Regions from separate parts of the Rattus norvegicus genome. Here all the other regions are linked to region 2. A link is a contact called in public Hi-C data. All regions are on one chromosome and are shown on one strand. The core of a region is the stretch at or near the end of the contact, and the rest is flanking DNA. Distances in the headings are between cores, read along the strand shown.

What was found. A called contact is a pair of places that touch in the nucleus more often than the background predicts.
Region 1: a Hi-C map of the A7r5 cell line shows a contact between it and region 2, with 1.9 times the contacts expected there. The contact joins two enhancer-like sites. A contact is called at or near these places in 2 of 12 Hi-C or Micro-C datasets (the A7r5 cell line and the Rat2 cell line).
Region 3: a contact with region 2 is called in a Hi-C map of the A7r5 cell line, with 2.1 times the contacts expected there. The contact joins two enhancer-like sites. A contact is called at or near these places in 3 of 12 Hi-C or Micro-C datasets (the A7r5 cell line, frontal cortex and mammary epithelial cells).

The regions. Positions count from the first base shown.
Region 1 is chr9:96,519,525-96,523,881 of GRCr8, forward strand. The region is part of intron 1 of LOC102554187 (a long non-coding RNA gene); the gene reads right to left. Among named protein-coding and RNA genes, the nearest start is that of Spp2, 67 kb to the left of the region's middle. Within about 2 kb of position 1,272, at least 23 of the 93 cell types and tissues checked have an H3K27ac peak or open chromatin away from gene starts, as enhancers often do. A contact at or near this core is called in the A7r5 cell line, where this site is marked.
Region 2 is chr9:96,599,574-96,603,628 of GRCr8, forward strand. No RefSeq gene overlaps it. Among named protein-coding and RNA genes, the nearest start is that of Spp2, 150 kb to the left of the region's middle. Within about 2 kb of position 1,593, at least 7 of the 93 cell types and tissues checked have an H3K27ac peak or open chromatin away from gene starts, as enhancers often do. A contact at or near this core is called in the A7r5 cell line, where this site is marked.
Region 3 is chr9:96,472,494-96,476,808 of GRCr8, forward strand. Spp2 (secreted phosphoprotein 2) reads left to right here. Exons shown (of 8, transcript NM_053577.1): 8 at 1,854-1,960. Among named protein-coding and RNA genes, the nearest start is that of Spp2, 20 kb to the left of the region's middle. Within about 2 kb of position 2,443, at least 3 of the 93 cell types and tissues checked have an H3K27ac peak or open chromatin away from gene starts, as enhancers often do. A contact at or near this core is called in the A7r5 cell line, where this site is marked.

The DNA.
Region 1 (4,357 bases), core at 22-2,521, 80 kb before region 2:
TCTCTGAATAATTTGCCTGCTTTACATCCTGTTCTGTTCAGGTATTGTCAAAGGGAAATCATCACCACTGTAGTAAAAGTAAATTTCCTGGATCTAATTAAGAAACCCTCTGTCTCCTCAAAGACACACACAAAACCTATTTGATTGTTTCATGCTAAGTGAAGCCCTAGCCCTGACCTCTCTCCAAGCATTTCTACCTCACGCATCTGGTTTTGACTTCATACGTATAAATGACTTGATTTTAACAAAAGGACTCAAAGGAGGGCCCGCCGGCATGGTTCTGACTAGGACTTGTTATCTGAGCTGGTTTTCCACATCTGTGTTTACCAACGCATTTCTGTCTCCCCTCGTCTCTCAAGGATTCTCCAGGGAGGTTGATTATAAAGTGTTCCGGCTCCTCTCTTTCCGTGGTCTAGCTCCAGGCCTTGATAAAATGTGAGCTGGGTATCCAAAGAGACCCACGAGGAATAGTGGGACAAAGAACTGGCTTCACCATAAGGCCTTCCAGTCGCCGTATATGTACCTGCAATTGCAAGGGCCACCTCCCCTGTCAGACATAGGCAACCCACTACTTAGGGACCACCATACTGTGAGAGGCCCACCCAAAAGATGCAATGTCTTTTAACATCAGGAGGGAGAAAGGAGGTGTTAGGGCCAAAGGCATTTTAATTATTTTTTCTCCCACATTAAAAACAAGAGGAAGCATTTAGGGGCTAGCATTTGCCATCCTGAGGTTCTGGTGAGTTGGGGTTCTAGCCTATAAACTCAGAGGGGGACTATGGAGGCTTTTAAACCTGTTATGTTGAGGGGAATCCATGAAGAAGGGCATACAAAAGCCACCCCTGTGGCCTTACTGAAAGTTTGCTCATTTGATTGTATAAAAGAGATTGGGAAAGAGTTCCCCAAGAAGAAATTTCGGGGTGTCATTTGAATCTCTGACAAGGACCCCGAAGCCTCGCAAACTCCGTCTTCTCCCCTGTTGGTGCTCGAGTCTCAACAACACATGGAACCTACAAACTACGTCACCTCGAATCTTCATTCACTTTCGCCTTAAGAGTCTTCATTCTCTGCCAAGCTCTAAAAAGGGAAACTGTAGCCACTGGACTCCCTCAGCAAACCGTATATCCTTTCCTACAGTCCAAAGAGCTGACCTAGCCTCTGCTGAACACGTCAAAGAGGACGCCTGCCAATGTGTTTTCCATGGCCCTGTGGCTGACGGGAGGCAGCTGGAAGCAGCTGGATGACTCAGGAGAGGCACTGGCCCAGAACTTGACTAAGCCAGGACAGAGGAGACCACATCCTGTCTCATATTTCTGCTTCTCATTAACTGGAGGCTGTGTATTCAGAGCTCCATAGACATTAATCACATCCCCAAACACCCGGGGGGGACCTTTTAACACCGAGGCGGAGTATGTGTCCCACAAGGTCACCAGAAGTCATTTTGAAAGTCAATGGCACAGAGAGAGAGAGCCAGGGTCATACTGCCTGGTGATCCAGACAAGAGGTGGCCCCAAAGGTTAAGGTTGGGTGCAAGGGGACTATGGAGTCACCTTTGCCAAGGAGAGCATGAATTGGGTTTCTTCATTTGGTTCCTGATATCTATGTGCATTCTCTCACAGACCTTAGGGACTGGGAAAGAATCAAAGGAGTGACTGTTTGCAAAATGTTGCTACTTACAATGCCTCACTCCCTCTGTATAGGGGCCACTCTCAGGCTTGCTGATGACTTAGAAAGTAGCTTCGAATGACAGTGTCTCACTGAGAGAACCCTTGTGGAGCTGCTGCCTTATAGAAACGGCAATCAAGTTCCACCGTTGGTTGGAGTGAGTTCTCCATTCCCCGCAGAGAATCCGGCTGCTGGACTTAAGTGATCAAAGCCATCCCATGAGGTGGAGGCCTTGCAGAATGACTAGCAATGTCTTCAGGATCGTTTCCACTTAAGTCCGGCACTGTGGGAATCAGTAGGGTCACCCAGACCCGGGGGCTGCACTGGCAACGGCCCCTGGGAATGAGCTGTTCAGAACGAATGATTAAACCCAAGTCAATAATTAACTGGGGCTCTGTGAGGCATTTGCAAGGCATCTAACCACAAACTGCACACGCTGCTGGGACCCTGAGATGACTGGCTCTGATACAGAGATCAAAGGCACAGGAAGTCATAACTCCTGGTGCTACTTGTCAAACATGTCAGGCTGGAACAGTCTTCTTCCTGAAAACCTCTTTCTGCTGTGTTCCTGCCCCCACAGGCAAGGGGGAGCTTCATGATTTAGGGGAGAATCCTCCCTCACAACCCAGTCTGAAGAAACTCATGTGAGGGGTGTTTGCTTAAAATAAGTCTATTTGTTCTCTCGGAAGTGAAGTGTAACCCAATCATCTGGTTAATCATCTACATAAGCAAGTTTCAGATGAACTGAAGATAATCTGAATTAGGTCTATAGAGCGAGCTGGGAAGAGGCTAAGGGGTCACTCCCCAGCTTCCTAACTCTAACCTCAAGCTTTTCTTTACTGAATCTCCACATCAGGGCCTTGCTCATTTATGAGGAGTGCTCCCAGGCCCTTCAGACCCTTTTCTCTCTCCCAAGAGCCACCTTCCCAAGAGGGTCCTAGCCAGGAAGGTTCCACCCCTTGAAAGCATGTTCCACAACTGACTTCTCGCAGAGACAAGTTCCCAGGGAAAGAGCTGGGAACACACTTCCTTCTGCCCTCTCTGGGGCCTGTTTGAAATCCCTGTCTGTCTAGTTTCTGAGCTTTCAAAGGTGTAACCTATGGAGGGCCGAGGGAGGAGAGGTGACTCTGCTCCCCACCTTTCGTCTACTGTTGAGTCTTTTTCCTGAGCCATCAGTAGACTTAGTTTATCCCTTCCTAGTGAAGCCTCACCCATTTCTCTCCACAGCCTCGAAACTCTCTCCTCTCTCTTTCCCTAAGCTCTATGGTTTTCAGGGGTGTTATGGTGAGTCCTTGGAAGCCAAAGACAACAGAAAATTAAGGGGAGTGATGACAGAAAGTTTGCTGAACCCTAGAATGCTGTACCCATGAGGAGGAGGCTCTTCCTGCTTGGTTCACTGCTCACTGAAGTTCCACAATGTTCTGCGTGAAGTTCAGAGTGAACTAGCTAGCCACGGTGAGGCGGACACCTCTTCACACCTTAAGGCTGATTCCCAAAGCATGTCAGTGACAGCTTTCAGCCACGCTCCATGTGGCACAATACACTAGTCACAGGCTTCAGTGGTGTCCGCCAGCAACCCGATTCAATGACTCAGGAGAGTGTGAGCCATTTCCACACAGAAGGAGTTTCGAAGGCTGTTTTACAATGCTATTCACTCCTGCTATATCAGAGTCGCTTGGCTTCCCCCAAAGCACTGAGAACCATAGTCAGGCAAAAAGTCCCTTCTCACTGGGAGCACAGGCAGCTGAGCCCTTCCGGAAGTGTTCCTTTGCCATCAGTAAGTGTGTGCTCATCAAGGAATGAGCAGTGTGCGTGGGTTAAGAAGGATGAAGATTATCCCGGGCCAATGCACAGCTTGGAAACAAATCAGTGGGGCTGGCAGGAAAGCTCCACGAAGAAAATTCAAGCTAGGAATGAGATCAGTGATTCTCTTCTCATTCTGGGCCAATAACCTTCACTCCATTCTCCTGTAACCCAGAGATCTGCTTCTAGGTGTATGGGGCGATAATAAGAGATCCCAAGATGGGATGGCTAGATTACAAAGAATAACTGCCACGATCCTCTGCTCTGTGTGTGTGTGTGTGTGTGTGTGTGTGTGTATTTTCATGTGTGTAGTTACATGTGCATATCGAGGTTAGAGCACAGCCTCCTATATCCTATCGATCTAGTTTTTTGAGACGAGTTCTCTCAGTGACCCAAATCTCAACAGCTAGCCCAGCCTGGCTAACCAGTGAGCCTCTGCCCCTCCAGCAGTCTAGGCCCCCATGAGGTAGCCAATACTCAGCTCCTTCTGACCTACAAAAGGACAGCCCCATAGGTTTCAACTTAATGTGCAAGGCTCAGTAACTTTCAGCTTACCGAAGCTGAATCCAAGTTTGTGCTGTTGTTACCAGCTCTTAAATGTTTTCTCCCTCAGCGCCGGAGAGATGGCTTTGCAAATGGCTAACCATGTAAGTATAAAGATCTGAGTTTGAATCCCCAGGACCCTCAGCAAGAGGGAAACACATGTCTATCAGCCCAGTCATTCTATTAGGAAATTGGGGGTGAGGTGGGAGGGGAAGGAGAGTCCCAGAAGATCAAGAACCAGTGGGCCGGTGAACGTGGACGACAAAGGGACCCCACGTTAGATGAGAGATGAGAACAGACATCCAAGACTGTTCTTTGGCTCACATGCATAAGTATGCACGCACAC
Region 2 (4,055 bases), core at 343-2,842:
GCTTGAGCAGATCCACCATTCTCTAGCATCTGTTCCCTGTCTTGGCTCCAGTGGGAGAGAAAGCAGATGAGCCTACCCAGGGATTAGCTCACAGGATCAAAGGAAAAGAAGAGACACAGTACAGCCACTCTCCTCTGGAAAGGCTGGGGACACACATGGATCACTGCCATCTGAGCTCCTCCTTTGGGTTGAGCACCTGTGAAGGTCCCTGACTCTGGGGGACTCTCAGGATCTTCTGTGAGTACCCGTTCACTCAGAGCATCACTATGGGCATGAGTTCTCCCAACAGGGCAGAGCAATGGAGAACAAAGGCTTTGGCTCTAATGAAAGCTGGGATTCTGATCAGGGGTGTGCAAGCGGTGTGTTTTTAACAACTTAGTAAGTTGTCTTTGCCCCTGTTTTTTTTACCTGTAAAACAGCAGTAAGAACAGCACGGGACTTTGTAAGGGTTCATGCAGCTGAGCGACACTCCTGCCACATACACAGGTGATAGTACGTGCTGTTATTTACAGAGTAATGGTTTCAGTAACATTATTCCTGCTGCTCATTATTTGACTTCTTCTGATTGTTTTAGACAGTCTTATTATGCACTCCAGGCTCTCAAACCCTGGATCCTCATGCTGCAAACTCTCAGATGCCGAGACTACAGGCATTGCTGGTCTGTGCCACCACAGCAGACCAGAGCAGTTAATAGTACGTGAGAACTATTGTTTAGAAAATTAATGAATGGTAGCTATTAACTATTTTTAAAATAGATGACTGGTTTTTTTTTCTTTTAAGAATTCAGTGTGTGTGGGTGTGGGTGTGTATGTGAGTGTGCTTGTGGTATGTGAGTGTACATATGTGTGAGTATGTATGAGTGTGTGTATGTGAGTGTGCACGTGAGTGTACATGTGGTGTGAGAATGCTTGTGTGTATGTGTAAGTGTGTTTATGTGTGTGAGTGTGTATGGGAGTGTGCACATGAATATGTGTGTGAGAGTGTGAGTGTGTATGTGTGTGTGAGTCTGTGTGTATGTGAATGTGCACACGAATGTAATTGTGCAAGTATGGGAACACACTTGTGGGAGTCAGAGGAAGACTTGTGGCTGTCAGTTCCCTCCTACCATGTGGGTACTGGGGATCGAACTCAAGTCATTAGTCTTAGCAGCAGACGCCTTCAACTGGTGAGCTGGTCCAATGGCTGCAGTTTGTTTTGTTTTTTTAATATTTCAGCAATACAGCCTACTTTTAAAACCGTGTAAATAAAACAGAATGGGGAGGAGAAAGGGCCACCAACAGCATCAAGTGTGAGACTCTTCCTGGGAACAGCTGTGCCTCTAGGCAGACAGATGAATCCGGGTGGCCTTTGATGTCTCTCGAAGCAGAGTATTCCGATGAGTCCTGGCCTCCCCAGAGCGTTTTCATCATCCCTAATTTGGAATCTGCTGCAGAAGCCATTATCAGCAACTTGGAGCATGCTTCCCAGAACAGCAGTTAGAAACCCAAATAAATGCTCTCCTTTCCCAAATGCTTGACTCGGGAATGCGAGCCCCTGAGTCACAGCTCTTGACTTCAGGGTGACCTGGCCTTTGAGGTACTGACCCGAGGCTTACCACCTGACCCTACATCACTTGTGTTCCTGGCAACTGGCCATCTTCTCTGTGTAGACAAGGCTCCTTCCTCCCACAGGGGCAGCCATGAGGATTTCATAACACACAGGGCTCAGCTGGTGGCACACGGAGATCTTAAACACAATGGAGTCAAAGATGCCAGCAACTGTTGCCACTCACTCCTTTGAAACGGTTTCTGAAAAATGTTGCAAGCCTGGCTGAGAAAAGGCAAATAGAGCCCTTCTGAATCAGTTTGGCAAGCCAAGCCTGACAGGAGATAAATGTGCTGTAAGCACATTTAGCAGCAACAGGAGAAAACCACAGGTAGTTGATAGGCACAACAGAGGAGCCTCTTCTGCTACAGAGCCCTTCCTGGAGAACACCTGCTCCCCAACTGACCTCTCCTAGGTCAGACCCTTCTAGGCCCTTGACTGGGATGAGGTAACACACTGTTGAATCCTAATGCTGTTCATGACTGAGCTGGTTCTCAAGTGGGCTGCTGTCCACCTTCATCTTTATAGTGATATTTGACCCCACTGGTTCTCTGGTCTTATTTCTGGTATTCCGATCTCTATGAGTAAGGAAAGGAACTGCATATCCAATGGCCCTTCAGAGACGTCAGCAGAAAAACTGGGCACGATGCTCAGTTGCTCTGGTAATGAAACAGATGCACATAAAATCAGCACTGTTGCGTCTACACCAGCGTCGGTAGACACGGCACAAGAGTGAAGCACTTGCTATGCAAGCACGAGGCTCTGAGCTCAGCATCCATGTAATAGCCTCGTATGACAGTACCATTCTAATAACCCCAGAGCTGGTGGAGGAATAAAGAAAGGAGGATGCTGGGGGCTAACTGGCCAATCAGCTTATCCAAAATGGTTAGCAAGTTCAGTGAGAGATGCCGTCTCAAAAATACAGTGGAAATAGAGGGACACACGATGTCTACCTTGGGCCTCCAGCTAGGCAAGTGCACTTGCATGGGCATGAGCACATGAGTGGGTACATGCGCGTACACACACACACACACACACACACACACACACACACATGCTTTAAACAAGAAATTAAAGTGGAAGGCCCCACCCTTTGGTGGGTCTTCAAAAGGCATCCGAAGAAAAGGCTCATTCACACACTTTCATGATGGGAACCTCACTGCCTGTCCATCCAGGAGGCAGCTGCATTTATCTGAACTTGAACTTAAGTCCGTCCACCTCGTGATCTGTCTTCCAGGACTTCACCCCAGTGACTAAGCCTCACGCGTAAGCTTTGTAATGTCATGGTTCTCGGCGGTAAGCTCTGAGAAGTGACCACTGGACGGGTGTGTGTGTGTGTGTGTGTGTGTGTGTAGGGGTGCACATGCATGGCAAAGCCATCAAACCTTCCTGTCACATGCCCAGCTACAGAAGATAACAAAATATGACCAGCAAAGTAAAAATCTAATGCTGCCTCACGGTTTGGAAGGAGTCACATGAAGATGGCAATGGATTCACATCTTGGAGGCTGGACAGGTTCATTTTTAATCTTTGTATCTAAATTTTCTATATTCTCCACGTGATAAGAAAGTATGGTATGTTAATAAAAAAAAAAAGAATCATAGTGACCAATCTTAATTCAGGCTCAAGAAAGGCCTGAGTGGACACTGAAGCCTGGGCTGCCAGTTTGGGTCGGTTGCTTAGGCTGCCAGGAAGATGGACAAAACCCAGGGATGCTGCAGGACAAATGTGCAGAACGGTCCTTCTTGTCCTTTAGATGACAAGGTACAGGGTTGGGGATTTAGCTCAGCGGTAGAGCGCTTGCTTAGCAGGCGCAAGGCCCTGGGTTCGATCCCCAGCTCCGGAAAAAACAAAACAAAAAAAAAAAAAAATGACAAGGTACTGCACAGGTTGGAGCACACAATCAAGGTCAGGATCTATCTGCTAGAAGCTTCTATTTCACCTTTGCCTTACTACCCTCTCCCTCACCGCCTAAGTCAAAGGCCCACACACGTCTTGCTTTCTCCCCTAAGGTCTACCAAGCAGCCGCAGGAGTAGTCCCCACATCTGACCACGGAGCCTGAGAACAGCCTGTTCCCGTACGGCCAGAAGAGGGCGCTGTGAGGCAGGACAGGCTTCGGACTGCAGAGCCTTCAGTCTACCTTTTAATTTAGTCTTTTCACTTGTATCATCCATTGGACAATAGAACCGAACGCCCTGGCCACTGTGGCTGCAGAGGTTACATGCAAATATTACCACCAGTGCCCAGGGATCTGTAGCTACACAGGACTGATTTTCCCCTACGCTGTCCTCTTAGAGTGTTTGGTTCCCAACAATGTACCCTGGCTTTGCCCAAACTCTCACCTCACAAGACATCTTTCATCTTTCTCTTCCACAAACAAGACCACTGTCCTTGTCTCACACTTTTGCTCGTAGAGATTTGGGGTCTGTTTATTGTGCACTCTTGCTAGATCCGGTACCCGACTCAGTGT
Region 3 (4,315 bases), core at 1,193-3,692, 130 kb before region 2:
TATCATACCATACTTTATCATATCATACCATATCATGTCATATATCATGCCATATCATCTGTTTCTTAGAGAAGGAGGCAAGGAGCTCAGAGAGACCCTACTCATAGAGGTGGTGTTGGGATTGAGGTTTATTTCTCATGTCTGCTTCCTATACCTATGTTTTCTTCTTGTAATACATCTCTCCATGAAACTTCAGTGTTTGAGATACATTTGTCCTGTTCTGAGTGGCACTGTATGTGTTCTTGCCAAGTAGCTGCCAATCTGCAAGTGTGAGCTACGCGCTTTCCACCACCAACCAGGTGGGGGCACTGTTCCCTAACACCTGAGGCACCTTGGCCTCTGGGGAGTGATTTCATTGTTCAGGTTTCAGACTCGCTAGTGAGAATTTCTTATTATGATCTCCAGAACCTGCTCACCCACAGAAGGAGCCAGATTCCACAAAAAGAGAGGGGGGAAACCCCACTGGGGCCCCAGAGCTAGAACCTGACCACTCTCCACTCCCCATTCCCTTGGCTCTCATTCCTGCTGCTCTGCACCTCTTACCAATTGCTCTAGCAGGTACAGTGACTTGCAACAGTGACTCTGCTTTGATGTGCTTGCCTGGGGTTGACCCGATCCATCCCTCCAGGTTGAACTCTCAGCTTAGTAAACAACAGCTTGCCACCCACATCCACTGACTATTCCACTCCAGGCTTAAACCGAAGTCCTTCCTTAGAGACCCAGTGTCTCCCTCGTGGCTGTGACTATCATGCCATAAACATCAGTTCAGGCCTCCTCCCTTCCTCATGCAAAGTGTGGTGAGTGAAGCAGCTCTTCCTCTGCAGTACTCTGCAGTCCTGCCCCTCTCCATGTTCTCGACTCCTCTTCCTTTCTAGCCAAGTGTGTCCCAAATCTTTCTGACAGTTTTTCTTGTTGCCCTTGAAGGCTCAGTCATGGCTTCCCCTTAACAAAAATTCCTGAGAGCCCTGCTAAGTTCAAGGATGCAGTCTGAGCTCCATAGGGCTATGGCTGGGCAGTGCCACAACTAGTGTGGTCCCTGTCTGCACCACTTTATCGACATCCTGTTTTCCTCTGCCTCCTGCCTCACATCAGTGTCTCACACGGTGCGTAATCCTCACTAGACCCTGGGTCTCACCTTCATCCAAAGGTCCTGCCTAGCTCACCTCAGTGTACCCCACTCATTGCCCTCTTCAGAAGCTGATTTCCTCATGTCTCTGGAGTCAGCCATCTGGAAGCTCGTTTACAGTGCTGTACTATGGTGACATCCATCTTCTCCTCTGGTTCATGACTTTAAATATTGGGGGACGTCAATATTGTGTCTTTTTCATCTCTACAGCCCTCAGTAAAGGTTCCACGCATAGTCTTGCTTGCTGCACAGATTAACTGATGGATGGATGAATAGATAGTTTTGTGAAAATTTGCTCTCTAGCCCTATCTCCTCAGATTGTCACAGCCCCTGGCCAGCCACAGCTTTGACTGGCCCCTCTGTCTCTCATTCACAGACTGATGCCTGGCCACAGCCTCTGCAAGGGGTTTCTCTGGTCTTTCCTGTTATGAGACATGAGATCCCTTTCTGAGGCTGTGTCTCTGTCCCCTGACCAGGCTACCTCATCTTCCTGTGGTGTCTCTCATCCTGTCTTTGGTCCAAAGCAGACTGCTATGTGTAGCTGTTCAAATCTCCTGTAGGATTTAGATCACTTTCTGAGCAGTTCATTGGAATCCCAGGCTGAGCTGGGATCCCATCCAACACTGGGATGCTAGTGCACACTGTGGTAATCTAACCTGACTGTCCTTCCCAGGGTGCTGACGCATACCATGGTGATCTAACCTGCCCCTCCTTCTCTCTTGAATAGATTCCATGAAAGAAAGAGAAGCAGAAGCTGAAATGAAGGACATGGAGAATTGTGTCTTTTTCCTTTGATAAGCTCCACTTTGCAATAAAGATCTTCCCCTTCCTGTACGCTCTCGTATTGTCTGGTTTGGAATACAGCATCACTAAGTATCCAATTTCAGATTAGAGCATCACTAAGTATCCAGTTTCAGATGAGAAACTGATGTCATGAGGAGGAGGATGGGATGGAGGCTCACAGAATAACTATGTTTCAAGTGTTTTCAGCTAATGTACAACAGATATTAATGTCCTGTTAAAAGCAAGCAGGCTCAAGCAGCCTGTTATCTTTCTTTTTAAGTCATCATGGTACCTTTTAGGGCAGGAACACTATCCCATATGATAGAGACAAGGTGATACATAACACCATTTGTTCCTTAAACTGTAGAGAATGGATGAGACCACACACACCCATGCAGTGGGATGTAACTGACCACACAGCAGCCCTGGGTCATCAAGTGGAGCAAAAGCTGACATAATAGTGCAAGCTGCTAACAACAGAGAAAGACCTTTGGTGGGAGAACAGGTTACTTTGTACTTTGTGTTCTGTGTTTCTGTACACATAGAACCACCCTAGGAATAAAGTTCAGTGGACTGGGGAGATGGCTCAGTGGGTAAGATTGATCAATGCCCATGGGAACCTGAGTTTGAATCTCTAGATCCCATCTACTAAAGAAAAACCACGGCCACACATGCCTGTAAAGCTTCCGGTTCAGTGAGAGACGCTGCCTCAAGGAAATAAAGCAGGGAGTGAGGAAACCGGACAGTTGATGTCTTCCTCTGCCTTCTGCATACACATGGTTTTTACTAATAAAAATATTGGTCCAGTGGCTAAAGAGAAAGATACATTGCAATCAACCACTGTCCCTAGAGGAGTACCCCACACTACTGCTTTCCTTTGGATTACTTGGTCTAATAAATCAGCTACAGAATGAAATATCCTTCAAAGTAGGCATTGTCAAAAACACCCCCCCACCCCGCAAGCGAATAGGGCTCATCCCCAAATCCACCTGTTTTGTGGAGGACACCATTTGTGAGTCATTTGTGTCTGTGTGTGTGCAGTGTGTGCACACAGGCATGAGTTTGTGTGTGTGTGTGTGTGTGTGTTTGTGTGTGTGTGTGTGTGTAAAACCATGAAATGGCATTCGTTCTAAGAGTTTAGCATATTGGCACAGCAGTGCTTGGGTGACCCTTAAGAAGCTGAAACAGGAGAATTAAAAGTTTGAGACCAGCTTGGCTTTGTGGTGAGACCTAGTCTCAAAGATGGAGTTGCTTGTGCCAGCCATCTGAAAACAGTTAAAAGAGTTAAAAGTCAAGGTGTTCTGAAGAAGTGGTTCTTATGTGCAGGTACCTGGCACAGACGAAATGTGCTTTGGACTTGGCCCCAATCTGTATTCTGTCGCGGTATTTGTTCCAGACACAGACGCACTGTACTAAAGACGGAAGGATTAAGACAAGGTGTTGGGAATGGCGCTGGTCTGGAAGCGATGAAGCTAATCTAGTGATACACGTGCGTCTCAACCTTTGGCTAACAAACTGGAATGGGGGCCCTTTAAGGAACTGGAGTTTCTCCCAGGATTCCCACACTGAGGAAGAGAAAAGGCTGAAGCCTGGGACCAACCAAAAAGAATTCCCTTCTGGAAAGAGAATTCTCACCCCCTTGGACGTTCATATTTTCATTTTGTTTTGTTTTGTTGTTTGTATTTTAGGTTTCATTGTCTTCCCAATGAGGAAGACTGGTCTTACCCATTTTTTAATTTAAAGAAAAATTTGGGGAAAATTTCCTTTATTAACATTGTCTTCACATTATTTCCTACCCCCCTTCTTCCCTTCAACTGTTCCCATGACCTCCCTACCATCTCAAGTTCACAACCTCTTCGTCTTTAATTATTATTGTCATATGAGCAATTTAGTGCTGCTCCCATGGGTATGTGTTTAGACCAGTTGGTACTGGATAACCTAATAGCAGCCTCATCCCTGGAGAAGTCTGATTCTCTCTAACCATTAATTAATTGCCTATAGATCTTCATCCGTAGGGTGCCCCATGAGGTTTCTCCATCCACATTGGCGTGTCAACTGATGTCACTGTGCAGGTCTTGTTTAGACAACTACATTATTAAAATTTCCTGGGCACAGCTTCTCCATGACATATTAAAAACACTATCTCACAGCAGACATCTTGGGCTCTTAAAATTGTCCCACCTCTCCTCATCAAAGCTTCCTGAGCCTTGGGTGCAGGGCTTGGGTAGATATGCCAGTCCTCCTATTGGTAGATATATCAATAGGGGTTGGGCACCCTGCAGTCTTGGCATTTTGATCATTTATAGCTTTCTGTGATGGTCTCCATTTGCTACAATAAGAAGCTTTTTTGATGAAGAGAGAGCTATATTTACCCGTGTCTTATGAGTGTCTTAGTTAGGGTTTTAT